2 separate regions of the Mus musculus genome follow, and region 2 is linked to region 1. Evidence: chromatin contacts called from public HiChIP or PLAC-seq data. All regions are on one chromosome and are shown on one strand. Each heading gives the region's core, a stretch centred on a gene start, on an enhancer-like site or on the middle of the called end of the contact. The rest is flanking DNA. Distances are from core to core; before and after follow the strand shown.

Evidence for each region. HiChIP or PLAC-seq counts read pairs in DNA pulled down with a chosen protein or histone mark.
Region 2: a contact with region 1 is called in an H3K27ac HiChIP or PLAC-seq map of embryonic stem cells, with 7 read pairs. The contact joins the enhancer-like site here to the promoter of Rnf34 in region 1. A contact is called at or near these places in 2 of 39 promoter capture datasets (the SN4741 cell line and hippocampal neurons), 1 of 484 Hi-C or Micro-C datasets (nephron progenitors), 1 of 115 datasets of contacts at active chromatin or transcription factors (embryonic stem cells) and 2 of 9 other capture datasets (adipose tissue and pancreatic islet).

Annotation. Positions count from the first base shown.
Region 1 is chr5:122,848,905-122,852,771 of GRCm38.p6, forward strand. Rnf34 (ring finger protein 34) reads left to right here and starts at 1,284. Exons shown (of 6, transcript NM_030564.1): 1 at 1,284-1,394. The coding sequence starts at 1,389. Gm33044 (predicted gene, 33044) reads right to left here and starts at 1,032. Exons shown (of 2, transcript NR_169045.1): 1 at 929-1,032; 2 at 546-841.
Region 2 is chr5:122,923,344-122,927,395 of GRCm38.p6, forward strand. All of the region lies in intron 11 of Kdm2b (lysine (K)-specific demethylase 2B), which reads right to left. Among named protein-coding and RNA genes, the nearest start is that of Gm33118, 16 kb to the right of the region's middle. Within about 2 kb of position 2,313, at least 54 of the 459 cell types and tissues checked have an H3K27ac peak or open chromatin away from gene starts, as enhancers often do. A contact at or near this core is called in adipose tissue and embryonic stem cells, where this site is marked.

The DNA.
Region 1 (3,867 bases), core at 34-2,533:
AGTTGCAGGGCATCCAACATCCTCATCTGACTTCCCTGATCACTGTACACATGTGGTGCACAGATACACATGCAGGCAAAACCAGATACAAAGAATTTTAAAGTATTATTATTATTATAAGAATAGGAGTTGTCTGGGTCTTCGCTAAGGAAGAAGTAACATCTTGAGCTCTAAAATTTCAATTATTATTATTATTTTATTATTTTTTAAGACAGGGTTTCTCTGTATAGCCCTGGCTGTCCTGGAGCTCACTTTGTAGACCAGGCTGGCCTCGAACTCAGAAATCCGCCTACCTCTGCCTCCCAAGTGCTGGGACTAAAGGTGTGTGCCACCACGCCCGACCTCAAATATTATTTTGAAGTGAGAGAAAGAAATGTAGGAAAACCAACTAATTAAAGCCTTAATCCAGCAAGGCTGAAGAAATTTATACCATCTTTTGCCACTTGTTTTTCTGCCCCGACGTCAGTTTGAAGGGATCATGTGAATTCTTTGAAAGGGTTAGTTAGTACTTGGGTAAATTTGAACATTACATCAATTGGACGCAGTTGTGGTGGAACACATCTTTAATCTCAAGCACTCGGAAGGCAGAGAGGCAGGCATGATTTCTCTGAGTTCCAAGCCAGCCTGGTGTAAACTGGGAGTTCTCTGGCCAGCACAGCCAGGAAAAAATCTTGTCTAAAAAGAAAACCGCACACACACACATACGAACCGAACGACAAAGAATTGGAATTGGACAGCCTTTGGTTCTTCAGCCGTTCTCAGTACATCTTCTAAATGGCTCGCCCTAGATCGTGCTGCCCCTCTTCCTTGAGGAGATCCGAGGTTCTCCTGGTGATGAGATCTAGAACATTCGGAGAATGGGTTAAGCCCGAGAGAGGCCCTGCTCCGCAGGTTAGAATAAAAGCTTCAAACCAACAGTGTTTCCTACTTCACCACAGCTCTTTTTCTGCCTCGGGCCGAGGGAAGCTATCCACCCAAAATAGGAAGCCAATTCAGCCTGAGCGGCTTTCTCTCCGACAGACCGGGCGTCACGTCGCGTCACGCCCCGCCCCGCCCCTCTTCGCCCCGCCCCGTTTCCCTCCGCCCCTCCCCTCTCCCCTTCGCTCGCAAGACTGCGCCCGAAACCCCGCCCCTTCTTCACCATTTCATTGGCTTTGGTGATCGGGCCCCCCGAAGACCCGCTTCGGATTGGTGGGCTCCGCCCGCCGCTCGGCGTCTTCCCGGGGCGTGAGCCGAGCGTGGCCATGCCCCCTTACGTAGGGACGCTCAGTGGGTCTCGGGAGGCGCCGCATTCGCCGCCTTAGAAGGAAGGAAGATCCGTTGTGTGAGGAGGCTGCTATGGTGCTGAGTTCCCCGGTAGAGCCGACCGAGCCGAGGCGGTCGCGGCCATGAAGGTGAGGGGCTGGTGGAGCCGGGAGGCTCTCCTTGCCTCTCCCGTACGCCCAGAGCGCTTCCTGTTTTCCGTCTCAGCGGTTACCCAGAGGGGCTTCGTGAGAGACCACCACGTAGCGGGGCGCCCGGCCCGAAGTGTGTGTGGGGCCCCGACCGGTTCCAGCCGGAGAGGCCAGGCAGCAGACCCTCCCGAGCTCCCACAGCGCCCTCCGGCGTCCTGGCCGAGGAGGCGGCTAGTGGCCCTGCGGTCTCAGCCCGCTGGGCCCTGTTCCCAGGGCCCTGTGCTCTTCTCGGGGTCCCGAGCTTTTTTTTAAGCCGCAAGAGCCTCGGTGTCTCTGGCCATGGCTGTGCCCTCTGCCTCCCCCGAGTCCTTGAGCTAACCCAGACTTCGGGGGGTGCATCACGAGACAGAAGGCATAGAGAGCGCTGCGTGGTATGATGAGGCTAGGACCTGAGTGGCCCATGGGGGGTTGGGGGTGTCCTCCTTCAAGGAGTCCTTCCCGTGGGTTTAAATGTTGTGGCCGTGACCTAGAGCGCTAGACGTGTCTACATCGCCACTAGGTACGCAGCAAGTAATTTGGCAGCCTTGCTCCCAGGTGGGAGTGAGAGCGTGGGAGAATCACTGATAGAAGTTTCAGAAAAGGGCAGGTTTTGTGTGTGTGTATGTGGTGTGTGTGTGTGTGTGTGTGTGATTTTGGCCTACTTAGGGGAGATGAATTTTCTCAACCCCATCGCAGAGAGTTCTAAAGAGGCTGTGTACAGCAGTCAATTCAGGCATTGATTCATTTGCCCAAAATCAAGTCAAATGGCGTGAGTCAGAAGGTGGTGATGTCTTCCCTCACGGTGTTGTATCCATCTCGTGGAAGAAGTAAGTGTGTTGGCTTTGGGCTGCTAGATTGACGACCTTGCACAGAGTGTCAAAGATTTACTGTGGACGATTGAAGAGAGGGTCAAGTGGATAGAGAAATTCAGCAAGTGTTTTGCCCAGCACCTTCACTGCCTTAGTCAAGATGGGGTAGAGGTAATTCAAAATATAATCACCCTGTTTAAGAAAGAGTTTGCCAGTTAAAAGAAAAGAGCCCCTTAAGCATGGTGGCACAAGCCCGTGATCAGCGTTTAGGAGGTAGAGGTGGAGGATTGCTGCATGTTTGAGGCCAAGCAAGTGTTTTCGTGGAAAACCAACCAACAACAATCCCCTGAGAGATAGATCTCAAGTAGCCACATTACAAACTGCAATAATGTAAGGTGTGTGTGTGTGTGTGTAAAAAACTCTCAAGCAAGAAAAATAACCATACCTTCAGTGTTGCGTACCTGTGATCTCAGGCATTTGGGAGCTGGAGGCTGGAGTCAAGACAATTAGTTTTTCACAGGTATTCTTGGCTTTGTAGTAAGTTTGAGTCCAGCTTGCACTGCATGCGGTCCTATTTCAAAACATCAGGTCCCCTGCTGCTGGAATCCTGGCCGAAATTGGGAGTAGGTTAACTTCTTTGTTTTGAGATAGGGTTTCACTGTCAATCCCTGACTGGCCTGGAATTGAGTATGTAGGCTGTCCTCCCTCCTGAATTTGGATTACAAATGTAGGATCTGGAATCAGTGACATTTGAATTGACGTTAAGGATGAGGATATTGTGAAAGCTTTAAAAAATTGTTTAAAAATGTTTTTAGGTTAATGTGTATGAGTGTTTTGCCTGTATGTATGTATGTATGTGTGTGTGTGTATGTGTGTGTATATGTATATATATACATACATACATACATACATACACCATCTGCATGCCTGGTGCTCACAGAGATCAGAGGTGGCATTAGACCCCCCTGGAACTGGAGTTACTAATGGTTGTGAGCCACCATGTAGGTTCTAGAAACCGAACCTAGGTCCTCTGTAAAAGCAAAATGAGTGCTCTGAGCTGCTCATCTCTCTCTCCAGCCCTTAAGGTTTTTGTTTTGTTTACAGTTTTTTTTTTTTTATTTTATAGGTATGAATGCATGCATATCTGTGCACCACAAACATGTATCCTCAGATCCTGATAGTTAGATAGTTGTGAGACACCATAAGGGTTCTGGAAATCAAACCCTGGTCTTTGGGAAGAGCAGCCAGTGCTTTTAACCACCGAGACCTCTCCGATAAGAGTGTGGACTTCTCAGTTTAGTTATAAAATGTCACTGCAACTTAAGAATACTTTATTAAGCTCCCTGGCAGTAGCTTATTTTCTGAAAATCATCATCTTTGCTGTGAGATCCAAAACCAGCCTTTATTTATCAAGGAAAGTAGATATGAAAGGAGAATAGGTACTGTGCCCAAACTTTTAAATAAGTTGTTTAAAAACAATGGTTTTATATTTAAGTGAAAAAGAAAAGAGAAAAAGGATATGACCACTCCTAGGTGTGGAGAAGTGTATTGTAGATAAAAGGTAGAGCCTAGCCAGAGGCAGGGACATCTGGGAGAGTTCAAAGTGGACATGACCAGACTGAGCT
Region 2 (4,052 bases), core at 1,063-3,562, 75 kb after region 1:
AATGTAAAGGAGAGACGATTCAGTGGAGAGCTTCTTACACAGGAATGAGGTTCTAAAGTCACCATGCCAAAAAGCCAGAATCTGGTAAGAGTTCAGATCACCCTTTAGGAACCTGCAAACTGCTCACAAAGCAACAAACACCCTGTGGTACCCTGGCATCTAAACCCAATACACCCGGCACAACTGATTTCTTTCTGTCAACATCGAAACTAGATGGCCAGCTAAAGGCATTCTTTTGGCGGCATTTAAGAACACTGCCAATCATAGAAGGACATTTAATGGGGATAGCAGAGGCACTCAGAAGATAAACACAGGTAATGGTTATTTTACACTTAAAAAAAAAAAAAAAGTATTTCGTGTTTGTGTGTGCGCGTATACACATTCATTGGAACAGGGGCGCGCATGCTTGTATGAGGTGACGTCACAGCGTGCTTATGCGGTTCAGAGGACTCTGTAGAGTCAGTTCTCTCTCCCCACCTTCACAACTCAGGCTGTCAGGCCTTTCTTTCCCTCATGAGCCATCTTGAGATGATCCTGGCGTTTATTTTCAAGACATTTTCTCTCATTTGTATTAGCAGACAGGAATCCAATCCACTTCTAACTGACTCTATGGACTATCCTGTTTGCTTGGTCACCGTCTGATTGACTGATTTTCTGATACAGCAAGCCTCAGTCTTCCAGCTCCCCATGGGAGGCAGCCAACAGCACAGAGGTCACCGGGGTGGCCCGGGTTCGAATCTTTGCCCTGGAACACCCAGCATCACTGACCCACAACGGCTAGTTATAAAATATCTTTGTCGACTATGTTATGATTTAAATGAACAAGGTCTCCTGCAAGCTCGTGCACGTCAACACTTTGTCCCCAGTTAGTGGCAGTTTGGAGAGATGACAGAACCCTTCCCTTCTTGGACTCTGAGGCCTACAGGGCAGAGATAGGGCAGTAAGAGTGAGGCTGGAGGCTTCCTGGCCTGAGCTCTCTTCTCAGTCCTGTCTGCTGCCAAGGCACAGCAAGCTGAGCTGGTGGCTTCTGTCACCATGCCTCCCCTGCCGCTATCAATGAGCCTCTGATGCTGCAAGCCAGGACATTTGTCTCTCTGACTGATGTTGCTTCTGACAGATATTTTGACCAAGCATAAGAAGAACGACTGACACACTGTTGTATACCCAATATTGTCTAACCCAATAACTATGTATAACAATGACTAAAGAAAGCTTCCAGCAGGTAAAACTCAAGACATAAAGCTTCGGTCCCCTAAAGGACAGGCTAACAAGATACCTGACCAGAGCTCCCCCAAACCACCAAAAACCATAAAACAAAACAAAACAAAACAAAAAACAAAACTGACAAACCCCTCAAAACAGGGGCAGTCTGAAACACTGGCTAACCAAGAAAAAACAAAAAAACCCTGAGGAGGAAATTAAATGTTGAATCAGGGACAAAATTCTGGGCAACAAAAGGTAAATATTGCAGAAATCTGAAGAAATAACAAAATATTAGTTTTAATAATTGTGCCAAATGTATTATACTAAGATGTTAACATACTTGAGCTGTTTTATTTTTCTGAATTTTCCATAAACCTAAAATTTTTCTTGCTGGGTGAATGGGTAAATGCCTTTAATCCCAGCATTTGGGAGGTAGACAAAATGAGCTCTGGACAAGTTCAAGGTCAGCCTGATCTACAGAATGAGTTTTAGCCAGACTTAGTGAGATCCTCCCTCCACAAATAAATAACCATGCATTAAAAAAAGAAAGAAAGGAGGCCAGGAAGCGGTAGTCCACACCTTTAATCCCAGCACTTGGGAGGCAGAGGCAGAGGCAGGCAGATTTCCGAGTTCAAGGCCAGCCTGGTCTATAGAGTGAGTTCCAGGACAGCCAGGGCTACACAGAGAAACCCTATCTCTAAAGGGTTTCTAGCCCCCCCCCCAAAAAGAAGAAAATCTAAAAAAAAATAAGGTATTAATAAAACTGCTTTCTTATTTAAGGACATGGCTATGTATATCTGGCTGCCCTTGAACTCAGAAATCTACTTGCTTCTGATTATTATTATTATTTCCTTTTTGGTTTTTCAAAACAAAGTTTCTGGCTGTCTTGGAACTCTGTAGACCAGGCTGATCTCAAACTCACAGAGATCCACTTGCCTCTGCCTCTCAAGCGGTGGAATTAAAGACATGCGCCACCACACCCAGCTCCTTTTTATTTTTTAATTAAACACATTAGCTTTAAATTTTTCCCAAGGTGCCCTTGTATCCCAAATCTCCTGTACTAAACAATGCCAAGTTCCCTTCTGTGTACAGCATTTGATGGCCACTAGGGGGCACAATGGCGCCTGTCTTCCTGGGGTGTATTTTCATTTGTAAAGGCGAAATTTAGGGGAGGCTCGTAGCCTAGTGCAAGATTTTTGTCTCAGAAAAAAATGTTCCGGAGGGAATGATGTCACAGGATTCCTTAGGCTCTGCCTGAATTGACACATTCTCAGGGACCGTGGAGCACACAAACAGAATGAAGGCTGTGTGTCCTCGGTGTCCCAGCCCCCTAAGGACCACACCCTGTAAGCCCATGGCTCTCGCCAATCCCAGAGCAAGCTTCCTGCCCTCACCTGGCTCTTGCTGCTGGAAACTGCCCCATGTATGACCTACCAAAGGAACCTTGCCTCCCCCCATCATGCCAACTTCTCTCCAAGAATTTAATTTGTTAACAAGAGCTTTGGCCTCCATTGCTCCCCAGAGTGGGGTGTTAATCACTGGAAGCCCCTAGCCTATGCCATGACTAAAAATACCAGCACTAAGAAGGCAATGCCTGGCATTAGGATTGGAGCTCCAACAGTGGGGTTCATGAGGGGGCTGTAACAAGGCCAGAACTGCTGTTCTGGGGAGCACCAGGTGACAGTTTATTCGGGTCTCAGAACCCCTCCCTCTATTCCTATCTGCACCTGGAAAAACAAACAAAACAACCACTTCATCTGTAGTAGACTGCATTACAGTCCTCCCCATAAAACTGTGTTTAAGTCTTAACTCTAACTTCCAATACACGCAAACGGAAACTTCTAATCTTATGTGGGTAAGAGGTCTCTACACAGTAAGGTGAATCCTAGATCCTGGATTAGGATGCTACCTGGATACCTGATGCAGAGTCCTTCCCCCAGGCTCCTGAGGTTGCATAGGCAGGGGACAAGATTCTGTGATCACACTGGAAGCCAGCCAGCCCCCCTGGGCACTTACTTCCTGCCTTATAGCTCCCCTCTGAGGAGAAGCCTCCTTTGAAGTAGGCAAGAAGGTTTTACAGAGTCAACAGAGCTGGAGGAGGAGACTCTGTGACCCAGCACACGCAACATTCCCAAGATCCTGGGCCAAACTCTAAGCAAGAGAGAGAGAGAGAGAGAGAGAGAGAGAGAGAGAGAGAGAGAGAAACAAATCTAGATTGTACATCTCTCGCTGTCTTGAAAACTGGTAACACCAGAAACGAGGATCTTTAGAAGCAGGTGGGTGCCAGGGTGGAGAATGCTAAGTCCTCAAAAGAAAAAAGGCTCTGCCCGGTCGGGCAATGGTGGCGCATGCCTTTAATCCCAGCACTTGGGCGGCAGAGGCAGGTGGATTTCTGAGTTCAAGGCCAGCCTGGTCTACAGAGTGAGTTCCAAGACAGCCAGGGATACACAGAGAATCCCTGTCTCAAAAAACAGCAACAAAAGGCTCTACCCATTCCTTACAACATGGCTCCTCTAGCTCTCAGACCAGACCGGTAACAAAACTGTCTTCACCCCAAAGTGTCTGAAATAATATCAGCCCTAGCTTACGGAGAACTTCAGGCCCCTGCTGGGCTTTACATGTGTCAGCCGTGACAATGGATCACACCTTCTCCTATTTTTACCATGTCCCCAAGAACGTCAGCTACATAATGGACTGTGCAGGGACTGTGTGACCTGACTCCACAACTGTCCTTAAAGCCAAGCGACATCTGTTTGGACAGTGGACTCCTAATTTAGAACTGACATCCACAGCCCACTCCGAATTTAGGACTTTCTTCTCTCTCATGCTTGGAGTGTGATGCCAGAATA